3 separate regions of the Arabidopsis thaliana genome follow, and regions 2 and 3 are each linked to region 1. Evidence: chromatin contacts called from public capture Hi-C data. All regions are on one chromosome and are shown on one strand. Each heading gives the region's core, a stretch centred on a gene start, on an enhancer-like site or on the middle of the called end of the contact. The rest is flanking DNA. Distances are from core to core; before and after follow the strand shown. Region 1 holds the start of AT5G27889. Region 2 holds the start of AT5G27970 (ARM repeat superfamily protein). Region 3 holds the start of AT5G27950 (P-loop containing nucleoside triphosphate hydrolases superfamily protein).

Region 1 (4,418 bases), core at 836-3,335:
ATATGCTTCTTTAGCCGATCGATCCTGGCTTTATAAATAGCAACATCATCTTTAAAGCGGCTCCATTCGGAACGAGCAGTACGAAGAGCATCGTCAAGGGAACTTCTCAACCTTGATTGCTCAGCTCGACTAAAATTATCCGACTTTTTGAGACTTTCCAAGAGCTCTGTGAGTTCAAGTTACACAAACGAGTTGCTGCAATAAATTCCGCGGTCTTTCGTTTTTCTGAACGGCCACCGTTTCCTCCCTCACCTCTCTCGCCTGTTCCTCGAGAAAATTGTATAATGCATTTCCGGTGGTAATCGACTGATAACAGATAAAAAAGAGAACAAAAAGTTATCATAACAGAACACGATAAACGCGACAAAGCGAGAAACATAGGATAAACATACCTGAACCTCCTTACAAGCCCAAATTTGGTAGAGATTTTTTGCTATAGGGGATTCAACGGGAGGGAACTCACGAGACGACCCGATAACTTTTCTAGCAAACTCGCCGCAATAACTTCTGCTGTCTGGAAATGGATAACCTTTTCTATCATAATTGAAAGAAAAGGAGTGATCGACCTCCCGAATATCTTGAGTAGAGCCTCCGCGAGGAAACGTCAACACTCGATGGCTCACGGAAAATAGCTCTATCTTTACTAACAGAACCCGAAGCTTTCTTCCCGGCACGAACGTTCTAAAGCTGCCTCGCCCTATCCTCACTAACAGAACCTGAAGCTTTCTTCCTAGCTTGAGCATCTGAAAGTCGCGTCATCCTATCCTCGCTAGCAGCCCGGCGGTTAGTCTCGATCACACCACTCTCTGAAACCTTTGTCACCACCTGTTGTTGTTCGGTTACAACGGCGGATACATTGACATCCGTCTCTACCGAACTATCTTCTCCGAACGTATCGACGTAAATCGGAATCTGGCGACTAGCTTTTCCCATCTCTGAACTTGACGGCGAATCTGCAATTCAGTCTCCATAAAAAAACGTATCAAGACAATCGGACTAACGAACAAGATTTTCAATGAACTTACAAAATCAAATGAGTCGATAACGTCTGGCCAATGCAAACGATCTCTCGTCCTAACAGCAGCAAGGCTCGCTGATATCCCTCCAAATGCTCCTCTAGGTCGAAAATCATGCGCTGCGAACAAACAAAAATGCGGTAAGAAAGTAGCATTCACAACAGTCCCATGAGCATAACTAAAAAGATCTAACGTGAAACATATTCCACTCGGAAATAAAAAAAACGTCACGATCCGAAACATAAATCTCGGATAACTCCACGAAAATGTAGTAGTGCCGCCAATCCTGAACTTTACTCTTCATCCCTTTAACGACCTTATGGTAAGGTCTGGCATTCACTCGACATAATCCCGGATTATCTTTTGGAACAGCAAAGGTCGTAGCCTCTTCGAAAATGTCCGCATCGATCTCAACTCCACAGTCGGCTCCCAACATCATCAAGCCAACTGCATAGCGAACTGCAGCAAGAGCGAGTTAGAGAAAACGCAATCTTCCATCGAAGACAATATCGCACGAGAAAATCGGGGAGAAGAAAGCGAAGCCCAACATCTGTAAAATAATCTTCATACATACAGAAGAATCCCTGAGGAGGTCTCCAAGGACGTTGATGCGGTTTTGGTACCACTACTGTCAAACCTTTGGGAAAAATGGATTGGTCAATCAAGTTAGTCAATCTCTTTCTATTGCGTAACGTTGGTCCGTCATCCCGCGGATCAGGAACGATCATGGACTCATCACCAATAGGAGCCCATCTTAGAGAACGAAGTCCCGCGACAATAGATCTATGTTGAGCGTTAACGACGATGTCATCTTCATCAACCTCTCTAGACTCCATTTCTCTACGGTAATCTTCAAGCTGACTCATAGTCTTTACGATACCATGACTTATAACCGCATGATTTACATTTAAAAAAGCCTCAATGTCTCCCAAATTCCCATCATCAACTTCGCCAGAAAACCAGCTAAATCACGCCCTTCAAAATCTTCAATCGACAAACCGTCATTTATCACGTGATAAGCATCTTGGTTAGTTCCATAACCATTCAAATCAAACCAACTACGGTCCATCGTCCCAAACCAGACCGGTTGTCCTACCAAACCGAACCGCAAATCTCTTCCTCTCACCGAACCGGTTTCCTTCTTCTTTGGCTGAACCGGTAGGTTTCTTCCTCTTCTCACCAAACCGGTTCCTTCTTCTCACTTCTCACCGAACCAAGCTTCCTCCTCCTCCTCTTAACCAGGCTTACTCCTCCTCTTATCACCGAACCAAGAGAGTCCAAATAGATTGTCAAATTTTGCCGCCAATTCAAGTTCCCCCTTCTCGCCGAACCGAACCAGCTCTTTCTCCTCTTCTCACCGAACTAGCCGATACAAGCTCCCCGATCGAACCGCAAACTTCTCCTTCTCGCCAAACCAAGACCTTAGGCCCGAACTAAAGATCACCAAGCAAGCTCCTCACCGATTCAAGCTTCTCCCTCTCGCCGAACCGATCCGCACGCTTCTTCTCCTCGCTGAACAAGGATTTCACCGAACCAAGCCGCTGTAAACCGAACGAAGCTCCTCCTCTTCAAACCGAACGGCAATTGAACCTCCAAATCAAAGTCTCCATCTCAACGAACCAGCCGCTGCAAACCAACGCTTTGCCAAACCAGCCTCATCAAATCAATGTCTCAACAAATCACACCAAATCCGAAATTCAAGCTGAACCACAGTTTGAATCAAGCTTCGCCGAACTAAGGAGGAAACGAACCACAACCAATCGCAAGAAGGAAAGAAAGAGATAAAGAAGAGAGAAAAAGATGATTTACCTTTTGGTGAAATGGTGAGAAGTGAAAAGGATGAGATATATATAGTGAAGAAATTATCTACAGTAAAAATTCTTGGGATATTGTCCACCGAAAAAAATTATGCACTCTGGAGAAAGCGTATCCACGACATAAATCATCAGAGTTCCGTGCTCCTAGAAAAACGTGCACAAGGCATAAAATTCAAAAAAATATATTTACGGCGTAATCTCTGTTTAAGACCAAATCGACATATTCCGACTCAAGAAACACGCTCACCAGACTCAACAAAATTCTCGTCTGATGAACTAGGGGGGGCTTATTGTTGGACATGGGCTTCACCCTCTCCATATTATTTGGCCCAAACTAATATTTAAGAGTTTAATGAGCAATTTCTCCACCAAATCAGTCCACTAAACCTGAAGGGCAAAACGGTAATTTGCCGAAGAAAGTCAGAAAGCTTGTCCTATAAATAAAGCACTATTTCCGAAATAGTGGCACACAAGATGATACTCAGAGAATCAGAGTTATATTTGGACTAAAACGCATTGTCATTCAGTTCGTTTTTGTTCTCGGTTTGTTATTGTTCTCAGTTCGTTTTGTTCTCGGTTTGTTTTTGTTCTCGGTTCGTTTCAGTTGACGGTTCGTTTTGTTCTCAATTCGAGTCATGTTACGTTGCCGATCGATAGAAATTACTTGTAACTATTCGATCGGTCTGTTGTTTACCGTTCTCGTTCGTCAGCTAAGAAAAGATATTTCGTCTCCCCGAAAATTCTTTACTTATTCGTTGTTACGACTTCGGTACAAACAATTATGGAATTGACAAAAAGTTGTTATAGTGAGTAAAAGTGGTCTTTCAAATTGGTGTCTAAGTACCAAGTTCGATTTTTTCTTCTACAAGTCGTTTCTAATTTTATAAAATTAATTATTTTAGCCTTTAGACTCAGATGACCGGCTCTAATTTCAAACACGCGACTAAAGTTCACCAAAATGGATATCTTTTATTTTTAGAACATGAGACTACTATGATCAATCTACACCATGTCGAAAAATTCTGAGAATTTAACTTATCTCTGGAATCGAAACATTATTTAAAATTTTAGTCAGAAAGTGGAGGAAAAAACTTCCATCATTTTTTCGCAATTCACAAACAATTATTTTATCAATACATTTTATCAAATATAACTAAAGATATATATAACTATTTATTTCTTCTAAAACATGAATATGCGGATTTGAATTAAGTGGTGAACTTGTGATGCAACAAAAACATTAACAGAACATTAGTCTTAATTTCTATTTTTAATGATAATAAGTTAATTGATAAATCCTCAACAATGGCACACACACCTTGGGCAAGAGACTTTGTTATTTTAGTCATAAATAGTTCAAAATATATTAGTGCTCGGTTGAATTTTAACATTTAAAAACTACAGAAACGGAGTAGATCCATGAACATGTGATATGAATATGATCTCTTCTGGTCATCATCACAAGACACTCCATTTGGAAGTACAACGTGCATCTTGTTGCTTGGTCATCACTCATCTTCGACGATTACTGCTAGGAGACAATCAGCAAATCTGGTATAGATAACTGCGTGTCATTCAACGCTAG
Region 2 (4,418 bases), core at 873-3,372, 100 kb before region 1:
ACCAAAATCAATATAGTGTAACACATACAGATCCACCTGCAGCTGAGGCTGTCAGGTCCTCAAGCAACCGCAGACCAAGTTTACCGGTTTCACTCAGGGTGTCTCTTATTGTCAATCGACCACCGATAACATCCTTCTCCAAGGGCCTGCTTTCATAATTCTATTAGTCTATCAAATAAATAATACCAAATGCCAAGGTTCCAATTGACTAAAGCGTAAGTTCAAAAAGGAGAGCCTATGTCTTTCACTTCATCAGGAAAAGCTCAAATCAACCGGCATGTAATCATTTCATCCCCCAGTGTGTATAAAAATAACCATAATTCCACAAAGCTCTAATACTATATTTACCCAGTAAAGACAGTACAAAGTTTAAGATAAAAGAGTACAACAGACAGAATTGATCAGGACTGACGTACCCTGAATTATTGATATTCTGACTCAAATCTCCAGTAACTGATCCAGTCCTTGCTGTTTGACTGCTCGAACCAAATTTAGGCATAGGAAGGGACTCAGCCGAAACCACTTGATCAAAAATCAATGCAACTGCTTGCCTGAAGGTAGCTGCAGCAGTACTAGGAGACCAAAAAAAACAAAACCATAAATTTTATTTTTGACAAAGTAAAACAAAAAAGTAAAAGAAAATAATAATATAGGAGAAATGAGGTAAGGTTTTTATAAAAGCAACGTACTTGTAAACACTAGGAGGACGGTTATTATCAAGAAGCGTGAGACAGATGCTTAGTCCTAGGACCATATTATCCTGGAATTAAGAAAGAAGCTAAAGTTATCAAAGCAACAAGCAAGCAGATCAATGGAGAACTAATGATTTTACATTAGTACAGGACAGTTTGGTTTAGTGGTCTTATTTGATGGGTCACTCCAAAAAAAAAAAAAAATTCCTGACATCTGCATTCTATTGTTATATGCATAAAACTATTTTAAGTTTTGTTTACGTTAAAGACCAGGATCAGGATTGATGTTTTGTTAAATTTCCAACTTCGACTACCAGCAGTTTTGTGTTAGACTTCCATTCTTACTAGATCAAGCTTGGTGTATTCACCTCTGTTTCTGGATGTAGTCGAGACTGAAATATTATTAGAATAGTTTGTAGAGTCTTTAGTTGAATATTTTCTTCTGCCATTTCTGAATGCTGCAAGTAAGGAAACACGGCGTCAGATAGCTGTTTTGCCTTAACTCAAATAAAAAAGAAGAAGACGAAGGATAGCTTTATATTACTATCTAATATAATGCAGAGAGGTACAGAAACCCCAACTTACATCTTTCAATGTATAAAGTATCTCCTTTAGAGATGATGGTTCAACTGCATCATGAGATATAAGCTTCTGCAAGCAGGAAAGTCCTATAACACTAAGCTTTGTATTCCTGACTCCACACGCCATCAGAAATATCCGAAGAATGTCTTCATTGCTTGAAAGATCACTGGCACTCGATGACGACCGAAGCTGAAAAAGCAAGAATGACTCCACATTTAACAATTCAATTCACCAGAAACATTCCAACAAAGATTCCAACAATGTAAATGCTATCCATTCTCCAAGCTCACTGAGTTCAACAATTCAATTTTAGAGTCTAAAGTGGAAAATTATAATGCGAATTAACTAAAACAAACACCAATTTGAATCTCAATGATTACAGTGAATTCAAGCTCGAACAACACACTTGTACATTACTGTGGAGAAATCCTAACCTTTAGGATTGCGTGCTCGGCTCCGTCTTTCACGGCGGGATACCTCCGCCGCGCTTCGGCGGAGAGAGCGCGAAGATCCGCCTCTAAAGCCGCCACCAAAGCCATTTTCGTTACTTGAACCTCTCGAGATTTTCTGGGAGAGAGCAACTCCGATATTAGGGATTTCAAGCTACTTAGATGCTACCGGGAAGATAACTAAATGGAGGAGTTTGGGCATTTGAGATCGGACAAAAAGCTCCGATCGTGACGAACTGAGAAGAAAGCAAGAAATTGAAATCGAAGGTAAGAACTTTCCGATGGCGAAAAAGAAGAGAAGGACTCAGATTTCGAGCTGTGTGTATCTTAGCAGGCGTATCTCACGTGCCTCAAATCTGATATTAATTTTGGGTATTCTTTGGTATAGTTTGGTTCGAGATTTGTGGGTTACGTATTATTGGATTTTATAAATTAGGCACCAAATAAAACTGAATTTTATTTTGGCTCCGTTTCAGTTTAGAATTTTGGATAAAATGACTAAATTTTGCGTTTGCCAATTGTCTTTAAGAATTTGTTGACTTCATAAAAGTCTAACTGTTAACAATGGTTGAGGTGGAAGATAACCGTAAATGTTTGTAGCTAATTCTTTAAACAATGGTTGAGGTGGAAGATAAAGATATTTGGTTGTGGTTTGTACAACTTCTGAAAAAAAGGATTTGAATCTTCAAGATGAGGAAAACATTACAATCATTTCACACAAACAAAAATATGATTCTACTATGGAATCATTATGTAAATATCTAGCTAGATATATGTTATATTTTTTGTTATCATGTGAAAGTCTAGAATAAAAAAAAACAACTTTCTTACATAAAATATTGTTAGTCTCTAAGCTTTTCGATAGATGTGTAGAACAAGAGGGGTCGTGGTACAATATGTTCACCACTCTTCTTCAGCTTTTTACTAATGAAAGTCGTTTTTTACGTAATCCAAATTTATGAAGTCAGCGAACATTTAGAGATTTAATTAACAAACACAAAAATTGGGAAATAATTATACGAAATTGCAAAAGGCGAGGAATTAGTTGGTCTTTTCTTTTGGATTGGGGCTGGATTTCTTTATTAAAAACCTAATTATTTTATAGACTTTTAATATGTTTCAATGATATAAATATATTAAGAAGATTTATTACTTTTTGATGAAATTTTGATTAGTTCAGTTCGATTGAATAAAATCCGGATTCGAATCAAGTTTTTATTTGGTTCGGATAACTCATTAAAGAAACTAGGAGAGAACCCGTGAAGTAGAATTTTTTATTTTATTTTTTGTTACAACCAACATATCTTATATAATAAAATAAGTTTTTCACAAAACATATGTTCTAAAGTTGTGACATATGTCATCTCTTTATTTGACATGTGTTATTTCTCTCCCATTTTATTGGTTCCAAATTTAAAATACACTATGAACGTTTAAAATTAAATATATTTATTTATAATGAACCAAAAAAGAATAATCTAGATACAGAAATATTTTGGGAGATTGACAAACATAGCACGAAAAAAGTCGTCGGATAACTTCCACCGCTAGTCGCAGCGGCCAATAGGGCGGATGAGCCGTGAGACACTCGTCTATGAAACCTCCGTCCTCGAATCAGAGCGAACGATATCATAGCTTCTCAAACCGCCATGAAAGAGCCATAGATGCGTCACATGACGAATAACACACATCACCGTTGTTGGAGAAGGAAGCTTGCTCCCCCTTGATTCACCGTTGAAGTCGTAAACCTCAAGTGAAGATTAAAAAGAAATAAAAAAAAAGAAGAAAAAAAAACTAGATTTAGAAAGTTGCCCGAGAGAGAGAAAAAAAGTGAAGTATTTTTTGTTTATGGAATTTGTCCCCAAAAAACATGTATGTAATGGAATTTGTCCCAAAAAAAAACATGTATGTAATGGAATTTGTCCCAAAAAAAATGTATATAATGGAATACTTCAAATCACGTATAATTTTGTAAATTCGATAACATTCATTTTTAGTTAAACTAATTGGTCTTAACCTTTTTGTTATGTAAATTGTTTTATACTTTCATAAGGTTGCCATGTTTGTTAGTGCCTTGATGTCCTTAATATTATCAAAGAAAAAAGGAACTATCATGATTCATAGTGTTGGGTAGTTATTATATATATACATTGGGAAAAATGTCATTTAAATCATTAGTTTACCATTTTCGTTGGTTTAAAGCATGAACTATGTACTTGGTGATTTAAATCCTCAATTTTATGTTGACTACCAATTTAGTTCCTCGCACCATCATCTTGATGGCACTTCGACCACTCTTCCTCTTCCACGTGGTCCCGTTGATCCCGTCGAACTCGATGAAAGGTTGCTCATCCTAAACTGGAAATCCGGTTTTCAATTACAAAATTAAGAATTCAGCTTTTTAGGGTTCTTAATTTGAATTTGGGGGTTTTGGGATTTTGATTTTTATGAAGACAACGACAATAGGTTGTAATCTGTTTTTTTTTTTTGGTTAAGTTACGACCGAAACATTGTTTCGTCTCGGGTTTACGCACTAAACCGACGAAACCAGGATTCATGGACATTAAGCTCTCGAACTTTCAATTGGTGGGGAAATAAGCATTTAACTTCCGTTTCATGTGTATACAGACAAAGGTCAAAGATCGGGCTTTATCTGGCTAGATACGATCGTTCTCGTGGGAAAATAGAGACCATT
Region 3 (4,418 bases), core at 1,007-3,506, 81 kb before region 1:
GAGCGGAAAGTGAGAGGTTTATGGCTCTACCTTCATCCATAGTTTGCCCTATAGCTCCTGTTTTCAAGAGCCTCTCACTTCCTCCAAGATCTATCATCCAAAGCTTGCTAACTTCAGTTTTTGACCCCACCGCATCTCCACGACGAAAGATCGTGATCCTTGTTAAACTAGAGATAAACTAATTGAATAAGGCTAACTACCAAACTGAGAAATAACAAATGAACAGTTGGAACCATCAAGAACTTACCAATGAGATCTGCTCGAAGTTTCGTTTACATTTGTCCAAGAAGTTGATCTCACTCGTCTCCCTTTGTTATACCACCATCTAGCCTTTGTAAAATCCATTACTTCCACTTCAGTCAAACCCTCAATTTCAACCGAACCCTTTGAGTCTACTTGAATATTAAGGTTACTGCAGTAAAGTTAAGGCAGTACTTAGAAATTTTTTAATTCTTTTAGAGATAAAACTTTGGTTACTAACCATTTAGCTGAGGCTTCATATGACTTCAAAGACTGTCTTGCAGACAACAAATCTTTCAAGTTACCCATGTAGATTTCCAACATACTCATCCTAAATGTCACGGAATGTGTTTGGTCCATTGAAGCTTCATTGAAAAGCTCTTTAATAGCTCTAGGAGCAAGACCTGGTTGCTCACTTGTGCCATCCTAAACAAGGCATAAAGTAAAACTCTTCCTTATCTTAGAAACAATACCAACTCTCTGAATATCAAGAAGGACTAACCATGGTAAAAGTCTTGCCAGTTCCCGTTTGACCATACGCCAAGACACATACATTGTGACCATCAAGAGCAGATCTAAGAATCGGTTTCACTTCTCCGAAAACTTCTTCTACAGAGTTTTTTTTTTCAACCAGGAGAAGAAGGCCTCATTTACTCACAACTGGAAGGAAACAGAAAGCTAAGAAACCAAAAGAAGTGATATCACTAAAGCCTAACAGTAGACTAACCTTGAGTTGCTGATTGATGAAAAACTTTATCAAACTCAAATTCTTTACTACTTCCAGCAGATCTTATAACAACATTATCTGGTCCAAACGAAACAGGTTCCCTAATCGGTCTCCTTTCCGTTAATAGAAATGGTCTAACTCTACAAAACACACGTATACTTCCTGCAATTTAAGCCAAATCCTTAATCTTAACACAATCAAAACTAAACCCACAAAAGAAGTTTCAAAATGTGATAAGTGATAACAAACCTTTAGTGTCTATAATCTTATTCAGAACTTGCTTTCTCTTTTCATCCAAAGACTTAAGCTTCAACTTCAATTCAAAAACTTCTTCTGTAACAATACCAACCCAAAAATTCATTTTTTAAAACCTATTGATCAAATAACTGAGAAGAAGCAAAATAAAGAGATACCTTCAAGGTTTGATATTGACTTCTCAAGCTGATTACTTTCATGTTCAGGAACAACATTGACATCAGTATAGACCAAAGGAACAACAGATTCAGAGCTAAGTGGAGATTGAGGGATCAAGATCTCTCCTTTTTCAGCTGAAATCAACATTTGACCTGAACGAGATCCAATATCTGACAAAAAAAAAAGTGGAAGTGGGAGTGGAATGGAGACAAAGACAACAAACTCAACGTATCCAATGTAAAGAATGGTAGTTAGGAACAAAGGAAAAAGAACTCTAAACTTATCAATTATTATAATTTATTGCAGAACTTTGAACAAGAAGACAACTTGAGTTGTCATAAAACCTCAGGAGACAGATAATTGATTAATGTAAATTCAAAACAGAGAGAGAAAAGGAAAGTTTTTTTTTATTTGTCAGAAACAAGAAAACCCCTCGGAACAAGAAAATGTTTAATACAAATGAAAAGTGAAAATTGAAGATGAAGCAATCTACAAAAAAAATCAAAACTTTGAAGAATCTCAATCATTAACCAGAGAAACAGAACCAGATTCGTTCTTATGGGTTTAAAGCTATAAACTATTGAAAACCCAAGTGTTGATTTTGACAAAAGGGTATGGATTAGAAGGTTTTTGTCAAATGATTGAACAATTCTGTGTCTGGTGATGGAATAATGATGGTTCTTGATTTCACAAATGGTTCTTGTTTCTTCTGTCTCTTTCACTCTGTTTCATCTTCCAACACGATAGTGGATTAGTACGACGACTTTTTGAGCATTTCAGGATCAAAAACAATCTAAAAGAAAGAAAAAAAAATGATTGAAGAGAGAATCAGGTTCATGGTAGGTCCATTCAAAGGCATAGAAAAAGTTTGTTCCTTTTATTTTTCTTCATTAGAGCATGTATATTAGGCCTGGGACTAAAATCCGTTATCCGCGGGTATTCAAATCCGGATCCGTGATCTGATCCGGAAAACCGAATAACCGGGTGCGACGGATCCGGATACGGATAAAGCATTTACGAATCCGGCGGATCCGGATACGGATCCGGATTATGAAAAAAATCAGAGCCGAATATCCGCATCCGTTCAATATGTCTACATATTTGTATTATGGGCTTAAATTATATTTGTATCCTGGGCTTAATCAAATACACATTATCAATGTTAAGCCCAATAGTCCAATATTAGCCCACTACGACAAAATGATGGAATTTGAGTTTGTTTGGGACTTAACTATTAGGGTTTCATAACATATTTTTTCTGCCGCCGTGAATGTTTTCTCCATCACCATTTCCTTCACTATCTCCATCTCATCTCCATCTAATCTCCATCACCGTCTCCCCACCATATTCATCTCGGTTCCACCGTCGTAAATTTATGGACGGAAGTTTACTTACGGGAATGATGATACATGGGATTCAAAGTGTCGACGGCGGAGATGAATGAGGAGGAGCAGATTGGACACCGTTAAAGATGAGATCTTGGTGGTATGTGCCTTGCAAAGTCTGATGTCGGGCACACGTCGATCTCTTTTGGTGGTGAATTCAATCTGGTTGGTGAAATAGGAAATTGAATTTGTTCCCAAAAATAAACGGATCCCGAATATTAAAAATTAATATTCAAACTTGTTTATTGTTGGAGATTTTGTATTATACTTGTATGATTTTTGGGTTTATGATACTCAAATAAAATCACAGCTCAAAACGATAGATCTTTGCAAATGGGCCAAAAGATACAGAAGCCCAATGCGATTCGGTCTTCACCAAAGCTCATCTCCATACAACGGCTACCTGCAACAAGCGACAAATACAGAAGATCAGCAGAGCAATCTGTATCATCAGATACGGAAGTGACGACAAGGAACCGTTACGACGCTCTCAGATTGTGTGATGATAGCTATGCCACGTGATTATCAATAGACAGCTAAGCAAATCAAGGATACATTAGGTTAAGAAATAGAAACTATAAAACCAATGTATCGTTGTAATCACAAAATAGGCTGAATGAAATAAAATCAAAAGAAAGATTTTTCCATCTAAGCTTCATATCTTCATGGTATCATAGCCATGGACAAATCCATGGAAGTTTACTCATGTCCTCCACTAAACATCTCAAATTGCGTTACTGTAACTCTTATAGATCGCAACTACTTACTGTGGAAATCACAGTTTGAATCGTTTCTCTCTGGTCAAGGTCTTTTTGGTTTTGTCACCGGTAGCATCTCTGTTCTAGCAAGCACCATTCCGGTTCCTCACATTGAAGGTCACACAAATACAGTTGCAAATCCAGACTACGAAGCTTGGCACCGTTCAGATCAAGTTGTCAAGGCGTGGCTTCTGGGTTCGCTTTCTGAAGACATTCTCAGTGTGGTTGTTGGATCTAAAACATCTCAAGAGGTATGGCTAAATCTTGTTGGTCATTTCAATCGAATCTCTGCATCTCGTGTCTTTGAGCTTCAGCGCCGTCTCCATGGTTTGTCAAAAGAAGGAAAAACCATGGATGAATATTTGCGTTGTCTCAAGACTATTTGTGACCAGCTTGCTTCAGTTGGGAGTCTTGTTACAGAGAAGATGAAAATTTTTGCAATGGTTCATGGTTTAACCCGTGAATATGAACCTCTCATCACTTCGCTTGAGAATACCTTAGATACCTTTCCTGGCCCAACCTACGCTGAAATCATGCATCGTCTCAAAGGCTTTGATGATAGGATGCAAAGCTACAACACAACGGACGTTTCTCCGCATCTTGCTTTTGGTACATTCAACAATCAAGGTCGAGGCAAAGGATCAAAAGGAAGAGGACGCAGAAACTACTCAACCAGAGGTCGAGGTTTTCAGCAACAGTTTCCCTCTTCAGGTTCTCAGTCTTCCTCTCCTAGTGAAAGACCAACTTGTCAGATCTGTGGCAAAAGAGGACATCCTGCTCTTCAATGTTGGTATCGCTTCGATGAAAGCTATCAGCATTCTGAAGCTGCTGCTGCTACGTTCTCTGCTTTGCACATTACTGATTTTACTGATGATGGTGCTTGGGTTCCTGACT

Evidence for each region. Capture Hi-C pulls out chosen DNA fragments and counts their contacts.
Region 2: a capture Hi-C map of shoot shows a contact between it and region 1, with 2.1 times the contacts expected there. The contact joins the promoter of AT5G27970 here to the promoter of AT5G27889 in region 1. A contact is called at or near these places in 2 of 26 Hi-C or Micro-C datasets (root and seed embryo) and 2 of 3 other capture datasets (root and shoot).
Region 3: a contact with region 1 is called in a capture Hi-C map of root, with 2.5 times the contacts expected there. The contact joins the promoter of AT5G27950 here to the promoter of AT5G27889 in region 1. A contact is called at or near these places in 4 of 26 Hi-C or Micro-C datasets (callus, root and seed embryo) and 2 of 3 other capture datasets (root and shoot).

Annotation. Positions count from the first base shown.
Region 1 is chr5:9,901,104-9,905,521 of TAIR10.1, reverse strand. AT5G27889 reads right to left here and starts at 2,085. Exons shown (of 1, transcript NM_001125816.1): 1 at 1,924-2,085. The coding sequence starts at 2,085. The coding sequence ends at 1,924. AT5G27890 reads right to left here and starts at 1,882. Exons shown (of 6, transcript NM_122671.7): 1 at 1,591-1,882; 2 at 1,314-1,475; 3 at 1,064-1,135; 4 at 717-953; 5 at 393-514; 6 at 1-306. The coding sequence starts at 1,882. The coding sequence ends at 175.
Region 2 is chr5:10,002,115-10,006,532 of TAIR10.1, reverse strand. It overlaps AT5G27970 (ARM repeat superfamily protein), which reads right to left and starts at 2,122. Exons shown (of 44, transcript NM_001344049.1): 1 at 1,709-2,122; 2 at 1,278-1,463; 3 at 1,061-1,150; 4 at 690-760; 5 at 417-572; 6 at 29-146. The coding sequence starts at 1,813.
Region 3 is chr5:9,981,884-9,986,301 of TAIR10.1, reverse strand. AT5G27950 (P-loop containing nucleoside triphosphate hydrolases superfamily protein) reads right to left here and starts at 2,256. Exons shown (of 10, transcript NM_122678.3): 1 at 1,381-2,256; 2 at 1,217-1,300; 3 at 968-1,129; 4 at 743-849; 5 at 482-666; 6 at 248-412; 7 at 1-167. The coding sequence starts at 1,528. It also overlaps the pseudogene AT5G27947.